Linked DNA regions of Mus musculus: regions 1, 3, 4 and 5 are each linked to region 2. Evidence: chromatin contacts called from public Hi-C, HiChIP or PLAC-seq, Micro-C and promoter capture Hi-C data. All regions are on one chromosome and are shown on one strand. Each heading gives the region's core, a stretch centred on a gene start, on an enhancer-like site or on the middle of the called end of the contact. The rest is flanking DNA. Distances are from core to core; before and after follow the strand shown. Region 1 holds the start of Twist2 (twist basic helix-loop-helix transcription factor 2). Region 2 holds the start of Traf3ip1 (TRAF3 interacting protein 1). Region 3 has its middle 7.0 kb from the start of Gm46242. Region 4 holds the start of Ramp1 (receptor (calcitonin) activity modifying protein 1). Region 5 holds the start of Rbm44 (RNA binding motif protein 44).

What was found. Promoter capture Hi-C pulls out the DNA fragments that hold promoters and counts their contacts. A called contact is a pair of places that touch in the nucleus more often than the background predicts. HiChIP or PLAC-seq counts read pairs in DNA pulled down with a chosen protein or histone mark.
Region 1: a Micro-C map of embryonic stem cells shows a contact between it and region 2, with 2.2 times the contacts expected there. The contact joins the promoter of Twist2 here to the promoter of Traf3ip1 in region 2. A contact is called at or near these places in 6 of 39 promoter capture datasets (the 3T3-L1 cell line, the SN4741 cell line, cranial neural crest and 3 more), 1 of 15 datasets of contacts at CTCF or cohesin (the NIH/3T3 cell line), 1 of 484 Hi-C or Micro-C datasets (embryonic stem cells) and 3 of 115 datasets of contacts at active chromatin or transcription factors (the NIH/3T3 cell line, embryonic stem cells and pancreatic cancer cells).
Region 3: an HNF4G HiChIP or PLAC-seq map of pancreatic cancer cells shows a contact between it and region 2. The contact joins the enhancer-like site here to the promoter of Traf3ip1 in region 2. A contact is called at or near these places in 3 of 39 promoter capture datasets (embryonic stem cells, frontonasal cranial neural crest and liver), 1 of 15 datasets of contacts at CTCF or cohesin (the NIH/3T3 cell line), 1 of 484 Hi-C or Micro-C datasets (uterus) and 2 of 115 datasets of contacts at active chromatin or transcription factors (the NIH/3T3 cell line and pancreatic cancer cells).
Region 4: a Hi-C map of embryonic stem cells shows a contact between it and region 2, with 2.0 times the contacts expected there. The contact joins the promoter of Ramp1 here to the promoter of Traf3ip1 in region 2. A contact is called at or near these places in 3 of 39 promoter capture datasets (the C10 cell line, embryonic stem cells and pre-B cells), 11 of 484 Hi-C or Micro-C datasets (B cells, the Ba/F3 cell line, the HL-1 cell line and 4 more) and 3 of 115 datasets of contacts at active chromatin or transcription factors (embryonic stem cells, memory CD8 T cells and pancreatic cancer cells).
Region 5: a promoter capture Hi-C map of the HPC-7 cell line shows a contact between it and region 2. The contact joins the promoter of Rbm44 here to the promoter of Traf3ip1 in region 2. A contact is called at or near these places in 2 of 39 promoter capture datasets (the HPC-7 cell line and pre-B cells), 1 of 115 datasets of contacts at active chromatin or transcription factors (bone marrow-derived macrophages) and 2 of 9 other capture datasets (liver and pancreatic islet).

What each region holds. Positions count from the first base shown.
Region 1 is chr1:91,799,830-91,803,013 of GRCm38.p6, forward strand. Twist2 (twist basic helix-loop-helix transcription factor 2) reads left to right here and starts at 1,632. Exons shown (of 2, transcript NM_007855.3): 1 at 1,632-2,320. The coding sequence starts at 1,798. The coding sequence ends at 2,280.
Region 2 is chr1:91,493,080-91,495,934 of GRCm38.p6, forward strand. Traf3ip1 (TRAF3 interacting protein 1) reads left to right here and starts at 1,589. Exons shown (of 15, transcript NM_028718.2): 1 at 1,589-1,809. The coding sequence starts at 1,687.
Region 3 is chr1:91,871,184-91,874,056 of GRCm38.p6, forward strand. No RefSeq gene overlaps it. Among named protein-coding and RNA genes, the nearest start is that of Gm46242, 7.0 kb to the right of the region's middle. Within about 2 kb of position 1,393, at least 71 of the 459 cell types and tissues checked have an H3K27ac peak or open chromatin away from gene starts, as enhancers often do. A contact at or near this core is called in pancreatic cancer cells and uterus, where this site is marked.
Region 4 is chr1:91,178,239-91,181,452 of GRCm38.p6, forward strand. It overlaps Ramp1 (receptor (calcitonin) activity modifying protein 1), which reads left to right and starts at 1,584. Exons shown (of 3, transcript NM_016894.3): 1 at 1,584-1,902. The coding sequence starts at 1,851.
Region 5 is chr1:91,143,358-91,146,592 of GRCm38.p6, forward strand. Rbm44 (RNA binding motif protein 44) reads left to right here and starts at 1,746. Exons shown (of 16, transcript NM_001033408.4): 1 at 1,746-1,812.

The DNA.
Region 1 (3,184 bases), core at 382-2,881, 310 kb after region 2:
CACCCGGAAGTCCCAGGAAAGGCCGTCTCATGCAGGCAGGAAGCTGGGATCTGGATGCGGTTTTTTGGTCCTTAAAGGAACTTTGAATTTTTAAAAGATGAAGGAAAGGGACATTGGATAAAATGTGGCCTTCCCAGAAGGCAAGTCAGCCTGGCAATGGGCACTGTGGCTGAAGGAGACCTTTAACTACCCTTCTGAAGCCTGAGAATGTTTAAGGAGCCACAGAGCTGTGACAGTCCTCTGTGAGTGGGCCTGCTCTCCACAGAGCATTGTTCCAGTGGTGCGTGTTGCATGTCCCCAAAGGTGGAGAGCCCAGGCCTTTGGTGAGGGGGCAAGAAGTGGCATACACAGCTCTTCCAGCTCCTTAGACAGTGGTCTCAACCCGAGGGCCCCACATCGGGGGCCCTCCCCACTGCCCCCAGGAGTGGCTGAGGCTGTAGCAGTCTCTGGCCTCAGGTTCAACTTCAATAAGACCTAGTTAGCCCTTGATCACAGGGCTTCTCTGACAGCCATGCTCAAGCCTGGCCTAGTTGAGCCCGGGTCACCTGGGAATAGGTTCAAAGGCAAGGAAGCTGTAAACCACCTCCAGGCCCCAGCTAGAGCGGCCTGGCGAACAAAGAGACCCCAAGCACTTCAAACGCGCTGGCTGGCGCTCGGCGCTCAGAGTCCAGATGGCAAAGGGCCGGGATCCGTGATGTCTGTTCACCAAGGCCTGGCCCAATGTTCTGCAATCCTGAGCCCTCCTGCCCTGCCCATCAGTGCCCAGGGCAGGGGACTTCAGACAGGTTCAGCCTCTCCCTAGTCTCAGTGTTCTGGGCCCACCACCCGCCTGCAAGTGAAGCACAGTACAGAGGCTGAGGCTGAACCCCAAACCGGGATCCAACACTCAGGGCAAGGTCAGGTAGGCAGGCATGGCGGGCACATGGGCGCTCCCGCAGAGGCTCGCTGTGATGCCTAAGCTATAAAGCATTTAGGGGGCAGGTTCTGAAAACGTGTCCAGGCTGAAGTAGCCCAGAAAATCGGGATTGAAAAAGGATCTCCAACTTGCATACTGGCCCGAGCCGGGCGGCGTCTCTATAGATCCTAGAGGCGAGATCGTGGGGGTGGACATCTCTGCCAACAGGCGAGTATCTGCCCTGCCCCGGGTCGTGGCACTCTGCCTGCACAGCTCCACTCACTGCGGGCAGGATCGCGTTGCAGACGCCGGAGGTCTCAGTGCGCGCCCCAAGAGGCTCCCAGCTGCGTCCTTGGTCCACGGAGCACATCTGGGCTTGGACTTGCCTCCTCCACCCCTCGCAGAGACCCTGAACCCTGGCAGGGCCAAATCTGCTCCAGGAGACTCAGACAAAGGCAGGCACCGTTGAACTTAGAGGTCAGCACCGCTGATTAGCGGCCCGCGCCTGGGGTAGGAGCGCAGGCTGAGCGCGCGGATCTGGCCTCCGAGATGCGGGCCACAGTCAGGGCCGAAAAAAGCGGAGACAAAACTGAAAGTGCCGCCCGGGGGGGGGGGGGGGGGCGGGGGCGGCCGGCGAAGGCCCCAGAATTTGTCCTGCCCCTGGCCACGGTGGCCAATCAGCGCGCCGCCCTCGCTCCTGACAGCTATTTAGCAACCCAGCCGGGATAGAGTTTCCAAAAAAGTTAGAATAACTTCCTCTCCCGGAGACCTCGGTTTTGCACAAGCCGGCCTCGAAATCAGAGCCTTTGAGAGCGACCCGGGAGCCTGTGCTCGGCGGCCGCGGGCTTGGCCAGTGGCGTGCGCTCGGCGCCCCCCAGCCCCACGCGCGCCGGGCGGGCGCCATGGAGGAGGGCTCCAGCTCGCCGGTGTCCCCCGTGGACAGTCTGGGCACCAGTGAGGAAGAGCTGGAGAGGCAGCCCAAGCGCTTCGGCCGGAAGCGGCGCTACAGCAAGAAATCGAGCGAAGATGGCAGCCCGACCCCGGGTAAGCGCGGCAAGAAGGGCAGCCCGAGCGCGCAGTCTTTCGAGGAGCTGCAGAGCCAGCGCATCCTGGCCAACGTGCGCGAGCGCCAGCGCACCCAGTCGCTCAACGAGGCCTTCGCCGCGCTGCGCAAGATCATCCCCACGCTCCCCTCTGACAAGCTCAGCAAGATCCAGACGCTCAAGCTGGCCGCCAGGTACATAGACTTCCTCTACCAGGTTCTCCAGAGCGACGAGATGGACAATAAGATGACCAGCTGCAGCTACGTGGCTCACGAGCGTCTCAGCTACGCCTTCTCCGTGTGGCGCATGGAGGGCGCGTGGTCCATGTCCGCCTCCCACTAGCGCCGCGCCGTGCCATCCACCTCCGGAGCCGCAAGCCAGGGTAGGTGCTGCGTGTGGTGGGCATCCACGACGCACGGGTGGGTGGGCGGACGGGCCAGTGTATCTCTCCTCGTGAAGGTACCTCAGGCAACCGCACAGGGATGGGGTGAGCTTCCTCACCCTGCAAGGGTTGGCGCGACCTGAGAAAACTCTCCTACCCCGGGGGCACGCCCAAGGTCTTTTGCCAAGGGTATCCGTTCGGAATCCACCCGCCTGTGGTTCCCCATCAGGGTCCAAATACACTTATTGGACAAATGGTCACTTTTCATTTTTGGTGGATGGGTATCTGTGGGTGACTCTGTGGGGAGCGGTTGTCAAAACGTCTTCCTTAGGCCAGCGGAGGCCAGGAGATGCGATGCCCGCTGGGTTGTGGCCGACCTGTTGCCTCGCGCTCATTCTATGGAGCTGAGGAGCCCACGCGTGGTACAGACAATCCGCTCTTTCTGATCCGCAGTTCCGGCCCGCGCCTTGGATGCTAGGGCGTTCAAGCCCTAGCCGGCTCAGTACGTAAGATGATGCTGGCCCCTGGCGCGGCAGAGAGGTTTCTGTTCAGCGCTGGGGCTCCAGGTTCACAGAGGAGCAAATCTCTGGGCGCCAAGAATGCAGTAGACCCTTGTCGCCCCAAAAGTATGGAACCCTCAAGCGCCCAGGCCTGGGTGGATGTAGCGGCTTGGAGTCTCTGGCTGCCTGCAAGCAGGTGGATCGTATTTAGAGTTGTGTGCTTAAGTACCACCATCCTTGAACTTGGAAAGACACAGAGGCAAGGGATTCAGGCTGGGTAACAGGTCTGAGTGTGCGGTGGGTGTGGATGAAGAAGCAGTGTGAGCAGGGCCTTGCCTGGGAAGAAGGCAGCTCAGCACAGCTG
Region 2 (2,855 bases), core at 339-2,838:
TGAATGACTCTTTCCTGCTCTCTCCCTCATCTCAGGGGGTGATGTAGGCTAGTAGCCCCTACTCTGCTGACTGCCCCCCAAGACTGATGGCTCCATGCTGGCCTCTGCATCCTTCCTCTGGGGAGGTCTGGGTTCCAGATATCTTTCTTGAAGCCAGGAATTGCTTATATCTTCTGGGACCCGCTTCGTTGGTGACCAGAATGTTGTCCACTGAAGAATGTCTTTCTTCAGTATGGGGGTGGGTAGGCTGAACCAAAGGCAGGGGTGAGACTCTGGAAGATAGAACTATACTCTTCAAAGTTACCTCCCCTAGGTCAGTCCCCAGAGGGTTGGTTGACAATACTTGCTGTCCTGGATCTTCTAAAAAACTTTGATACCCAGATAGACTGAAGATCTTCTGGTTGGTTAGCCCTCCTAAAGGCAGCCAAAACTGTACTCTGGCCTTCGTGTGTGTGTGTGTGTGTGTGTGTGTGTGTGTGTGTGTGTGTGTGTGTTCTTGGATCCACTTACTGTTCTGCCCTCCTCCACAAGCTGTGAGAGGATAAAGCATCATCTTCGCTTTGTTGTATGGCATAGGCTCCAGGTCCTCAGTAGAATTCCCAAGGTCAGAGGTATCTTCCAAGTAAAACCCTGAGTTCCTACCACCTGGTCCAGCATCACAAACAAGCCAGTTGCTGGCTCCAGCTTTCATTCCACACCTACATCACGATTCTGCTCAGAGTGAACTTTCTAGGGTAGGAGCTAGGTGGGTATGTTCTTAGGGGCGGTGTTTAGAGACAGGACTTCTGCTCTCTGAATTCTGCTCTCTGAACTCCCCCAGAGACCAACTCCAGCTGGGGCTCAGAGTGAGAGGGCTCTTAAAGAAGATTCTGGCTCTCGGGGTGTAGCCATGGTAGAGAGATCAGGGGCAATGTTCTAGTTGGGGTTCTGCCAGTTTGGGCAGAGGAGCTCCAGACCTCAGGCACAGCAGCAACACCTGATCCAGTAGAAGCATCTCCTGCATAGCCTCGGGTGGTGGTGAGGGTGAGGTGGGAAGTAAGTGTGTGTGTGTGTGTGTGTGTGTGTGTGTGTGTAGCAGAAAGCTGCAGCATCCTAGCCTAAGGGCCTAGCTCCTTCACAGTTTTGTGCCCGCTCTGGTGAACCAAGAGCACAGAAAATGTGGAAGGACACAACCCTTCCCCTTGGCACCATCTTAAAGATTACCTAAGGCAGGGGATGCTGGGCAGGGAACAGGAATGAAGGGATGAAAGGAGTCAAGTCCTTTTCCAAGTTTATGTGAAGTGTTATTTTCCTGGTGGGTGTTACTGTAAATGCTCTCCTTAGAAATATCAAATGGTCGCTCTTTTCTCACTCAGAATGCCAGGTCTCTGGGCAGTGCTGTGCAGCGCCCTATGGTGCGCCGGGTTGGCGGAGCAGGCTCAGGTTCAAGCAGCCACAGAGGCGGAGCGCGTGTGTCCTCCAGAGCAGCTAGAGAGGCCGGAGGGGATGGGCGGGGCCGGGCGCGCGTCCGTTGCCAAGGCCGCGCGGCCCTAGAGACCGGGTGCTGGTGGCACGCGCAAGCGCGGTGGCGAGCTGCGGTGCACTGTGGGATGGGAGACCGGCGCGCCGGGACGGCGGGCATCTCGGGGCACCGGGCAGAGGCGCGGCGCGCGAGGAGGGGCGCGAGCGGTCGCGGGCGGCAGCGCCATGAACGCCGCAGTGGTGCGGCGGACGCAGGAGGCTCTGGGCAAGGTGATCCGGAGGCCGCCGCTCACCGAGAAGCTGCTCAACAAGCCACCGTTCCGCTACCTGCACGACATCATCACCGAGGTAGGCGCGGGCTGGTGCGCGTCAGGTTGAGGTGGGGTGAGGGTAGGGGTAGAGTGCGGAACGGGTTAAGGGTCCGGGTAGTGGCGGGACGGGTTGAGGGTTGGGGTAACGGTGTTGAAGGTTATGGTTAAGTGCGGGACCGAGCGAGTGTCGGAGTGAGGGTCCGGGTAGGGTGAGAGTCGAGGTAGGATGCGCGTCTGAGTAGGATTCGTTTCGGGGTGAGAGTCAGAATTAGGGCCGGATCAAGGCGAGTGACCAGGTAGCGTGAGGATCGCGTTGAGGGACCGGGTAGTGTGAGGGGCGTTGTAGGATGCCAATCAGGGTTTGGGTCGAAATGAGGATTAGTCTCAGATGAAGGTGAGGATCAGGGTCAATGGTAAGGTCTGTGTGGCTCCGAGTGCTGATTGGATTGAGAGTGCGTTGAGGGGTGGAGGTGCAGGTCCAGGTCCAGGTGAGGGTCAGGGTTAGGTTCCAGTTGGAGTCAGGGTAGAGTAGCGGGTGCTGGTCTAGTGGTTTGGGTGGAGATAGAAGGCCCGGGTCAGAGTCTAGGTCTGTGGGTTAGGGTGCTGGAGCCAGAAGGTGAGGCTGAGAGGAGGTAGAGGCCCGGGCTGACATCGGTTTATTGAGTGTGAGCCTCGGGACAGGGTCTAGGCTCAGGGTCAAGTTGCTGTTAGGAGCTGGAGGTATGTTGGGGCTCTGGAATTGGGCTGTGCTTATACTTGAGGCCTGGGTAGGGTGCAGGTCCTTGTCTGGGACCTTCTGAGCATTCAGTGGTGCCTTCCATGTTAGGTTCCCAGGCCCACTAGGTCTTGGGACCTGCCTTACTTTACTTCTCCCAACCTGCAGCACTTACCATTATGTCTCTTTAGAGCTTGTCTTCTATTTGTTAGTGAGTCTCCAGGAAGCTGCATTGGATGAGGTACATAACATTGTACAACAGTTACAATTGTGTGGAGTCTGTCTGGGCTCTTGGTAACCCCAAGAGTGTCACTGCAGGGGGTACACAGAATGGGCATGGTACTCCAGAAGGTGCTGTGGAACTTGGG
Region 3 (2,873 bases), core at 143-2,642, 380 kb after region 2:
TGTGAGTATATGCTGCTGCTGGGGACCTGGCTCTCGGAGGCTGCTCTTCTGTCCCATTAATTACTGCAGTGGAGGAAGTGAGGTCAGGCCTCCCACCAAGGCAATGGGACTCGCAGGGCCACTCTGCGGTTCCTCAGGAAAGCATTTTTTTCTTATCCACACAGCGACACCATCTCAAGCCAATAAATCCTCTTGAAGCAAAGACAAAGGGGAGAGAGGAATTCCATGGAGGGGGGTGTCTTTGAGTCTCTCCCCAAAGGGCCACCATGCTCAGGAGCAGGACCTGCCCACAACTCAGGCTTCCAGTACCAGGGTTCTGGCCAAGGGCAGGGTTGCTGGGTGGGACCAGATTAGGATAGTATGATGACTTCTATGTAAAATGAGCAGACAGGGACTCCTGGGGAGCAACACACACACACACACACATACCAGTGAGTGGGCAGCTGGGTGGTAGCTCCAGCCCCCTCTGAAGCTCATAGAGGTGTCTTCCTATAATCTGTAGCCCCTGCCTCGAGCTGGCCATACAAATGAGTAGCTTCTAGGCTGTGTCCCCCAAGGTCTCTGGAACTTCTACCAGCAAAGCTAGGACAATAAACTCCCTAGCATCAGGTAATGTGGAGCCCTGGGTCAAGCAAGACTGCCATGGGCCCTTGGTAGCAAGCAGTTTAGAGGTCTCCCTCCCTGTTTAATGACAGCTCTGGCCTGGCTCCAGAGGCCACCCAGGACATGTTCTGATGTCAGCTAGTGCCTGTGTTTTCAGAGCTTCAGGGACCAGGGAGAAGATCACAGAATAACAAGTGTCAGTGAAGACTCTCATCTTGGGGTGCAGACAGACATCTTGGTTTCATCTGTGGGTGCCCCTCTGTGAAAGGCAGGTGGGAGTACTCCATGGTGATCATAGGTGTGAGCCTACGGGACCTGCCACAGAGGCTGCGCTCATGCATGGTCCCATGGGGTGGGTTGTTTCCTCTCTGAGACGGAAGTCTTTCATTCCAGAGTTTATTGGTGGCCTCTGGCCCCTGCTCATGCTTGAATGTCACTTCCCCACAACATCCCTTCACCCACTCTGTTCCCTCCATGGCTGCCTTCTGCCCTGGCTAATACCAGGCTGTGCCTTCCTGTTGGCTGTTGTCCTTGTTCTGTGTTCTACAGCCAGGTTAGCATCTCTTTTGTCCGTGTTCTCCCTCCCACACCAAGGTAAGTGACAGCTGACGATGCTGTCATTTCAATCCAGGGACAATTCCACACTAAGCAAACTCTCCGGCAGCTCACTGAGCCCCTCCCCACGCTCACATAGATGTGAGATCCAGAAGGTGTTTGCTTAAACCCCTGACCTACATTCTCCATCACGCAGTCATCCAACCTGGAAATGGCTGGGCAGCCGCATTGCCAACACAAACAGGGCTGCACTGTGCTGTGCTCTCAGTGGCTCTGCACCCCTCCCACCTTCTCTGCCTGCCTGGGCCACACACCCATCAAGCAGGAGGAGGGCACCTCCACTGTGATACCCTCCCAAGGACTGCAGATCAGGCTGATTCCTTTGCAGTGGGGTCTCTAGGGCCTGGCTCTGCCCTAAACATACACGCAGCTCTCCCGAGATTCCTTGGAAGCACAGGACAGAAAATCTCACGTTTCTCTTCTAGCTTTCAAATGCAAGCTGGGGCTGTAACTAAGGGGTGTGGCTTGGGGCTGAACAGTCTGTAAAGACTCTTCTAAAATAGACAGGAGGCAGCTGGAGGCTTTGCACCTCTGTCTTGTGGCTTTCAGGGGGACCCAGGGCCTGCAAGTCTTAGGTTCTAGTGTGAGAAGAGGTTACTTACCACTGTTCTGATCAGCCTGACTGAGGCCCAGGAAATAAAGAAAAAGCAAATACAAGAACAGGAAACCTGATGGAGAAGCTGTAATACCCCAGAAGCTGATGTGTTTATTATAGAGCATTTGGCAGGGGGGACTATAGCATACAGCTGTCCATGGAAGTGGGTATATTACAGAAAACAAGGAGTCAGGGTTATTATATACAGCTGAAAAGGGAGACAGGTTTTGCTCATCTCAAGAGAAGCAGAGCTGTCTTCGAGCTGTAAACCTCCCTTGGGAGGATGTATGGTGGACATTTTCTGTACACATTATCAGCATCTACACTCAGACCTGAGGAAGACTTTGCCACCTCCACGGGGCTGAGGCATTAGGGGTCCTTGGTATGTGGCTATGTCCATATCAACAGCACACATATACCCAGGATTTCACCTCACTGTTCTGCCCCCCCCCCCCGTAGGGGGCGGTGAGAACAGGTAAGAAAATGCCCAGAGTACAGGGGGTTTCCTACAGGGACCCTGAAATGCTGGGTTTTTCCTCTATAGATATGGCAAGCCCAGGGAAGGGTGGGTTTTGTAACCCTCAGCCCCCTCCCCCAAGGTGTGCACCCACTAGGGAACCTCGGGGGCCTGAAGCCTGTCACTGTTCAGCACTGGCTGTTTCACGGAGCCCTGGGGAAAGGCTCCAGTCAGCTTCTTCCTTTCCCATCTCCATCTGGTACCCAGCTCCGAGCTCTCCTCTACACAGTCCCTGAGACAAGACCATGTGATCTCCCAGCTTCTTCTCAAAACATCCTGGCAGCTCCCTGGCTGGAGACCCAGTGGCACTAAATAGAAATTTATGTGACAGGCCTCAGGGGAAAAGCCCAGAGGAGTTTGTTTAAAAGTAAATTCGTCAAGCCGAGCTGAGTCAGGGTCTGACCTCCAACCTCTGCTGACCCTCCCCAGCAAGGGGGGAGAGAGTCCAGCTACATCAACAAGCCACACCAGGGGATCCCACTGCAGACTTGTATCCCTTTGCCACCAAGAGATTAGCCCTGAGGTGACCGCAGCTACCCACAC
Region 4 (3,214 bases), core at 334-2,833, 310 kb before region 2:
CTGCCCTGGGACAGCAGCGGTTCTTTTCCTCTGATGCCTAAGGCTAGTCCTGCTCGCTCTCAGCTGCTCTGAGCACAGTTTGTTTCCCTCTACGGTAGCGGAAGCTGGGCTGCTCCAGACTGTGTGTGCACATGCTCTGCTGCTGCTGCTGTGCACTTCAGGGAGTGTCCTTACGTACAGTGTGAAGCCTGCCCTCTGCCTCTCTCAGATGTCTTCCCGAGGCGTTCTCTCTGTTTCTTAGATTGGTTTCTGGACTATGGCTTCCCTCATCCTGCTGAAGTCTGGAAACTTAGTAGGCAGCCCCAGGCTGCCTTGATTTCTTGTTCTCAGGGCTCCCTGAACTGTCTACTGTGGCAATTGCTGAGGTCTGGTTACTTTTCCGTGTATAAATGGGAACTGTATCCACTGAAGGTGTTGTACAGAAGTAGACCTGCTGACTTCTACCTTAATGCCTCTCTCCCTCTGACAGTCTTTTAACGCAGTGTCAGCACATGCCCATGTGAGAGGGGATCCAATGCTGCTGATGACCAGTTAGAAGTGAGCAAATCTCACAGACTGAAGATGCCAACCTGCAGTCCTAGGGCAGCCACACTAAGGCCGGGTGTCAACGAGTTGCATCCTTTCTGTGTGAATTGGGAGAAACTCAGGGCAATTACTGGGGAGCCTCACAGCCTAGATTCTGAGCTGCAGACATGAAAGGAAGGACTGAATGAGGCAGGGCTCAGCTGCTTTCCAGCCATGACTTGCCCGTACTCCCATGTCTGTCCATGAAAGGAGGCTGGCCTCCTGGCAGGGCTTCATAAGGTTCAAAACGAAGGGCTAGCCAAGCCAAAAGAATGTGTTCCCTTCCCCATGTCCCCTTGACTTTAGGACATGTGGGGTCCCCAAGACATAGGTTTATGAACCCCAAATGTCGGCTTGGCCTGTGTTCAGGATGAATACCAGGTTGCTGTTAAGGGTCCTGAGCGCTTGGCCAGAAGGTGGCAGCAGCCTCTAGCCTTGTTCCCCTTGCTGTGAGGAACGCTGCTCACCCACCAGTATTGTAAACCTGAGTGAAGTCTCTGCCAGTGTATGGGGCCAGTGATAGTCTGCTCACCTGCAGCGTGCAGAGTGCAGACCTGCTCAGTTAGTCTGAGCTGCTGCATCCATGACTCTCCAGGTCAGGCCTAGCCTGTACTTGGGGTATCTGCCCCAGGGTTCTCAGCTTGCCGGTGTTACATGGCCTTTCTTGCTCATATTCACACACCCAAGTCTCCCTTACCACTACTGGTCCATCCTGTGTAGAGTCATGGCCAGTAGCCAACCCCAACGGAAGTCTCACCTTTTTACCTAGCAATTCCTTTTGTCCCTAAATTCGGTATTCATGGACTCTGCTACCCTACCCTGGCTTGTCACCACCTGCTGTCAAGCACACCTTTGTCCCTCCAAGGAGCCTTGTTCCCACTGACCATCTTTCCTGAGGTTCCACTTCTTGTCCTACAGACGTTGGTTGTCAGGGCTGGTTTTGGCCACACCACTCCAGCACCCCACGGGGAAAAGGAGATGGGACCACGGGGTGTTTGCAGAGCCCACAGGATAGCTGAGGAACCCAGCCGTCAGAGCGAGGTGCTGAGTTTGGGGACCTGGAGACCCTCCAAGCCCATCCGGCCCTGCAGACATTCCAGGAGGCTCCCCTCTAGTCCCAGCCGCGCTCCAGCCTCAGGTGCCGCCCGCCAGCTTCCGCCCTCGACAGCCGCGGGCGTGGGAGCCGCAGTGGGCCGGGCGCGGTCTCTCCTTAGCTCCCGCCCCCGGCGCGTCTCCAGCGGGCGCAGAGCTCGGCAAGGCGCTGGGACGGTGGGGCTCTGCTTGCCATGGCCCCGGGCCTGCGGGGCCTCCCGCGGTGCGGCCTCTGGCTGCTGCTGGGTGAGTAGCCCGGGCTGCAGCGTTGGTGGTGACCTGGGGCCGGGAGGGCAGCACCTGAACGCACCTTACTCAGGGCATGGGGTCTGGGCAAGACAGTAGAGTGGTGATGGGGGCGGGGGAGGGGGCGCTGCACCACCTTACGCTGCCACGGAGACGAGGTGGCTTGGGCACATCATCCAGCGGGCCATCCGAAGGCATCAGCAACTTTTGATCATACAATGGGCAGCTTGCTTTCCGGGAGGGATAGGGTCGCGGGGTTCCCCTGTCGGCACTTCAGTTCTCCAAACTGATGCAAGCTCCCTGAGCCAGAAGCAGCTTACAGATGTGCAGTCTTCAACCAGAGCCACAGCTTAGGGATCCGGACACTAAGGACAACTGGAAGCCTGACTCTCACCTACAACAGTTGCTGGTTGAGACTATTATTTCCACGGAGGGTGGGAGGCTAGGGGTGAAGGGTGGTTGTTGTTGGCGTGTGTGGCTAATAAATATTAGAGGTGGCAGACTTGCTTGGGATTTTGTTTTAGATTGATCAGAAACTGTAGCCCAGGGGTGACTAACAAGAAACTGCCCATCTCAGTTCCCTTGTCTGTAACGTTCTCAGGACCCGGGGCTGTCATACCTCTTGGACATAATTCAGGTACATAGCTACATTTTAACGAAAGCAAACAAAGAGTCGGTCCAGTGTCCCTGGAAGGGCCTGTGGCTTGATGATTCTTGTGGTCTTTTCCCATACCCATGGTATTGGTCAGAGGCACCTGCTGCACAGGCTCTGGTGGTGGCAAAGGCTGCCCACTAGTGCTGTTTATAGCCAAGGAAGCAGCTTGGGGCAGTGTGGCCTGTCCCCGGTGACTGGGCAGGAACAGCACTGGACACCTACCGTTTGCAGGGCAGAGCTCTCCTGTTTTTAATCCTTGCCAGGGAGTGCCAGATCTACACTTTAAAAATCTGTTTCTGTGTAATAGAATCTAAAGGTGGATTTGCCCCTTATATGTGTTGGCTAAACTTGCGTGAAAATCAAAACCTTATAATAATGTTGCTGTCTTTGGCTATGTTCAGATCCTTTTGGCTTGATGTGAAATTTTAGCTTCAGTTTCCTAAGAGATGAACATTAGCAGCACAGGGAGCTGGTTGGGCCCCTCCCCCACCCCCTTTTATTTAAGAATAAGCAAATAAATTAAGTTTCTTTACTAGTGCACCAGAGTCTGCACCCTGGAAGGCTTGTGTAAATAGAACACTTATGCTTGACCACATGTAAGGACCGCCTGTGTTTACCAAGAAAAGGGCTCTGCTCTCAGTCCAATGACCTGTGCTC
Region 5 (3,235 bases), core at 496-2,995, 350 kb before region 2:
CAGAGTGAGCATTTGACATATTTCTGCCAGCCCAGGAAAAAAAAATTCCAAAATATCTAAGTGCTCTACAGCAGTCAGTGGGGGAAGAGCTCCTAGCCGGGTATAGAACGTGGTCTGCAGTGTCCTCAGGGTGCCTTCCTCCCCATACACTTCCACAGCTACAGGGCATCCACCGCTCTGAACTAGACACCTGCCCAGACAAGGTATAGTGTCCAGCCTCATCTGAACCAATTTGCAGAACAGATGCCAGACTTAATTATCTCAGTAGCATCTCTGAATGAAATGGTGATTTCAGAAATTAAACACAAATTCACTATAGGTAAGAGGAGACTTGCATGAGCAATTGAGTTACTGCAAGGTGACACTGTGCAGGCCCACAAACTTATTCACAGTCTCCAATTCATTACTGAACAGCACCCAGCTGCTGGTAGGTCAATATGAGTTTGGCAAATCAATTTATTAATAAAAGAATAAATGAGGCCTCTGTCTCTGATGGAGCAGTTTGAAGGTAGACCCAGGTTTAAACCCATTTTGTCCTTATTGAAAGGGCCTCCACTACTCTTTGGTAATTATGTTCAGACAAGTAAAGTCACCTATGATGCTATTGAGATGTTGGTCCTCCTGGATCGTCTAATTTTGTGCAAGCTTAAATTATCTACCGTATCTGTACTGAGAACACAAACAAAATATGTATGTGGGAGGGGCTAGAGAGATGGCTCAGTGGTTAAGAGTACATACAGTTCCCATAGAGGACTCCATTTGGAATCCCAGGACCACCAGGGCTCACAACCTCCTATGAACTCCAACTTCAGAGAATTCCATGCCCTTTTCTGGCCCCTAAAGACAGCGCACTCAACGTGTACCTACCCACCGAGAAACACGCATATAGGCGTAATTACAAATAAAAAGCTTTAAAAAATATGTATATAATGAAAATTTAAAACCTCAGCAATCAAATAATCTTTTGTTTTGTGTTTTTTTGTTGTTTTTTGTTTGTTTGTTTGTTTTTGAGACAGGGTTTCTCTGTGTAGCCCTGGCTGTCCTGGAACTCACTTTGTAGACCAAGCTGGCCTCGAACTCAGAAATCCACCTGCCTCTGCCTCCCAAGTGCTGGGATTAAAGGCGTGCGCCACCACTGCCTGGCTCAAATAATCTTTTAATGCAGTCATATAAAAATCAAAATGAATACTAAGAGATCCATGATACCAAACTAAATAAAAACAGGATCACAAACAGTGTTCTCCATGGAGCCGTTTACAACCTGACCAAAATGGAAGAGAGGAGAAAAAAAAAAAAGGATACTGGTTTGGATAATTTTCTCATTTTGAGTCTTTTTCTGTTACTTTTTTGTTTTTAATGATTGTACTGAAACAATCTCTTGCTTTCTGAATTTTGTTGTACGCCCATACATTTTGTCCCAGAGGCAAATAAGTGCCCCACTCTAGACCCCCTCACCCCGCAAAGAGGATGCAGGATGCAGCAAAGCGCAAGCCACGGGGTTCCATGTCTAGGGCACACACAGCTCTACAAACCACAGGCACTCACCCGCTTAGCGCCTTTTAAGTCTCGCGAGAAGATACTCCCAGCGAGTCCAATCCAAGCCCCGTGCAGCTCCTTCCCGCGCATTTAAGCCCCACCAGGCCAATCATGGAGCCACCCTGTTACACAGCCAATAGGAGCTCTCCTCGAGCGGTGGGTGGGCCTCCGGCAGCCGTTACCCGCTAAACCCTGGGACACTACTCCTTGGAAAGTAGAGGAGGAGAGAGCAACCTGGAGGAGAGGTTGACAGCAGGGACACAGACGACACTTACGGTGAGCCCGGAATGGAGGCGAGACACCCTAGCCTCACCCACACCCTGGGCAACAGGGGCCGGTAGGAGCCTGTTCGGACCTATGCTGCCCTGCAGCAAAGTGCCCGCTCAGTTGCATTTTTTTGATCCCACCACCACGGTAGTAATTTGCTCTTGCAGGCTGGCCTGGAAGTCACCCTATGCATCGACACACCTATTGGTTAGGTGCTGGGCATGGAACCCAGGGGGCTCCTTCATGCTAGGCAAGGGTTCTGCCACTGAGCCAGGTCCCCAGGCTCGCCACAAGCACTGTGAGAGTGACTAAAGAGACAAGTGGGCACTCAGTGACAGTGTTGTCACTGAGGTCAAAGGTTGTTCTCTGGCGTCTGCACACACATGGTGCACATACAGACACGCAGGCACACATCAGTACACGTATCTGATTAAAAAAGAAAAAAAATGACTATGCTAGTTCTGGTAAAAGAAAAAAAAAACATGCTGGTAAGTCTTGCCTTTTTCCTCACATCATAAGATAAAATCCTGGGTTTATCTCTTGATTATAAGGATTCATCAGCAATCCACACCTGTCATTTTCTTTGAGGAGAAGTTTGTAAATAGAGATTTAATTTCCTTAGGTGCTAAGAGACCATTGAAGAGTTGTCAGATTTGTTAGAGAAAGTGTTTTAATCCTCTATTATCGCTTTAATATTGCCAATAGGTTAGTGGTTTATGTTTTCTCAGACCAAGTCTTATAAAGAGTATCAATTCCATTTGTTTTTAAGAAACAACTTTTGTCTTGTTTGCATGCACGATTGCCCGCAGAGAACAGAAGAGGCCATCAGTCCTGAGCTGGACTTTGGTTCTGAGTCACCCACTGTGGGTGCTGGGAATCCCACTTGCACCGTCATAGAGCAATAAGTGCGCCTAACCACTGGGCCGTCTCTCCAGCACATGCCTGGTTTCTTGTTTCTTCAGAACCTTCAGGCATTTCTGGTAAATCTTTTGTAGTGAAAGGATTCAATACTATTTTCTATTGATGGTGTGTGCTGGTTCTTGAACCCAGGTTTGCTGCATGAGATGTGTTAGGCAAGTGGTCAGTCTACCACTGACTTAGAGTGCCCAACCCCTAAAGCTGTAAATGAGTGCTATTTTAGCTGCATACTACATACTAAATTTCAAAATGTTTTATGATTTCCATTGTGATTTATTTCACCCAGAGACTTTTATGAATGTGATGCTTCATTTCCAAATCTTAAGGAAGTAACATCTTTTATTGTTTTGGTTTTGTTGTTTATTTTGGGTAGACAGGGTCTTAGGATGTTGCTCTGACTGACCTGGAATTCATTCTGAGATTCAGGCTGGCCTCAGATTCATCGAGTTCTGCCTCCTGAGTGTAGATAGATACTAACGCATTCACTACACATCCAAGAACATAAACATATTTA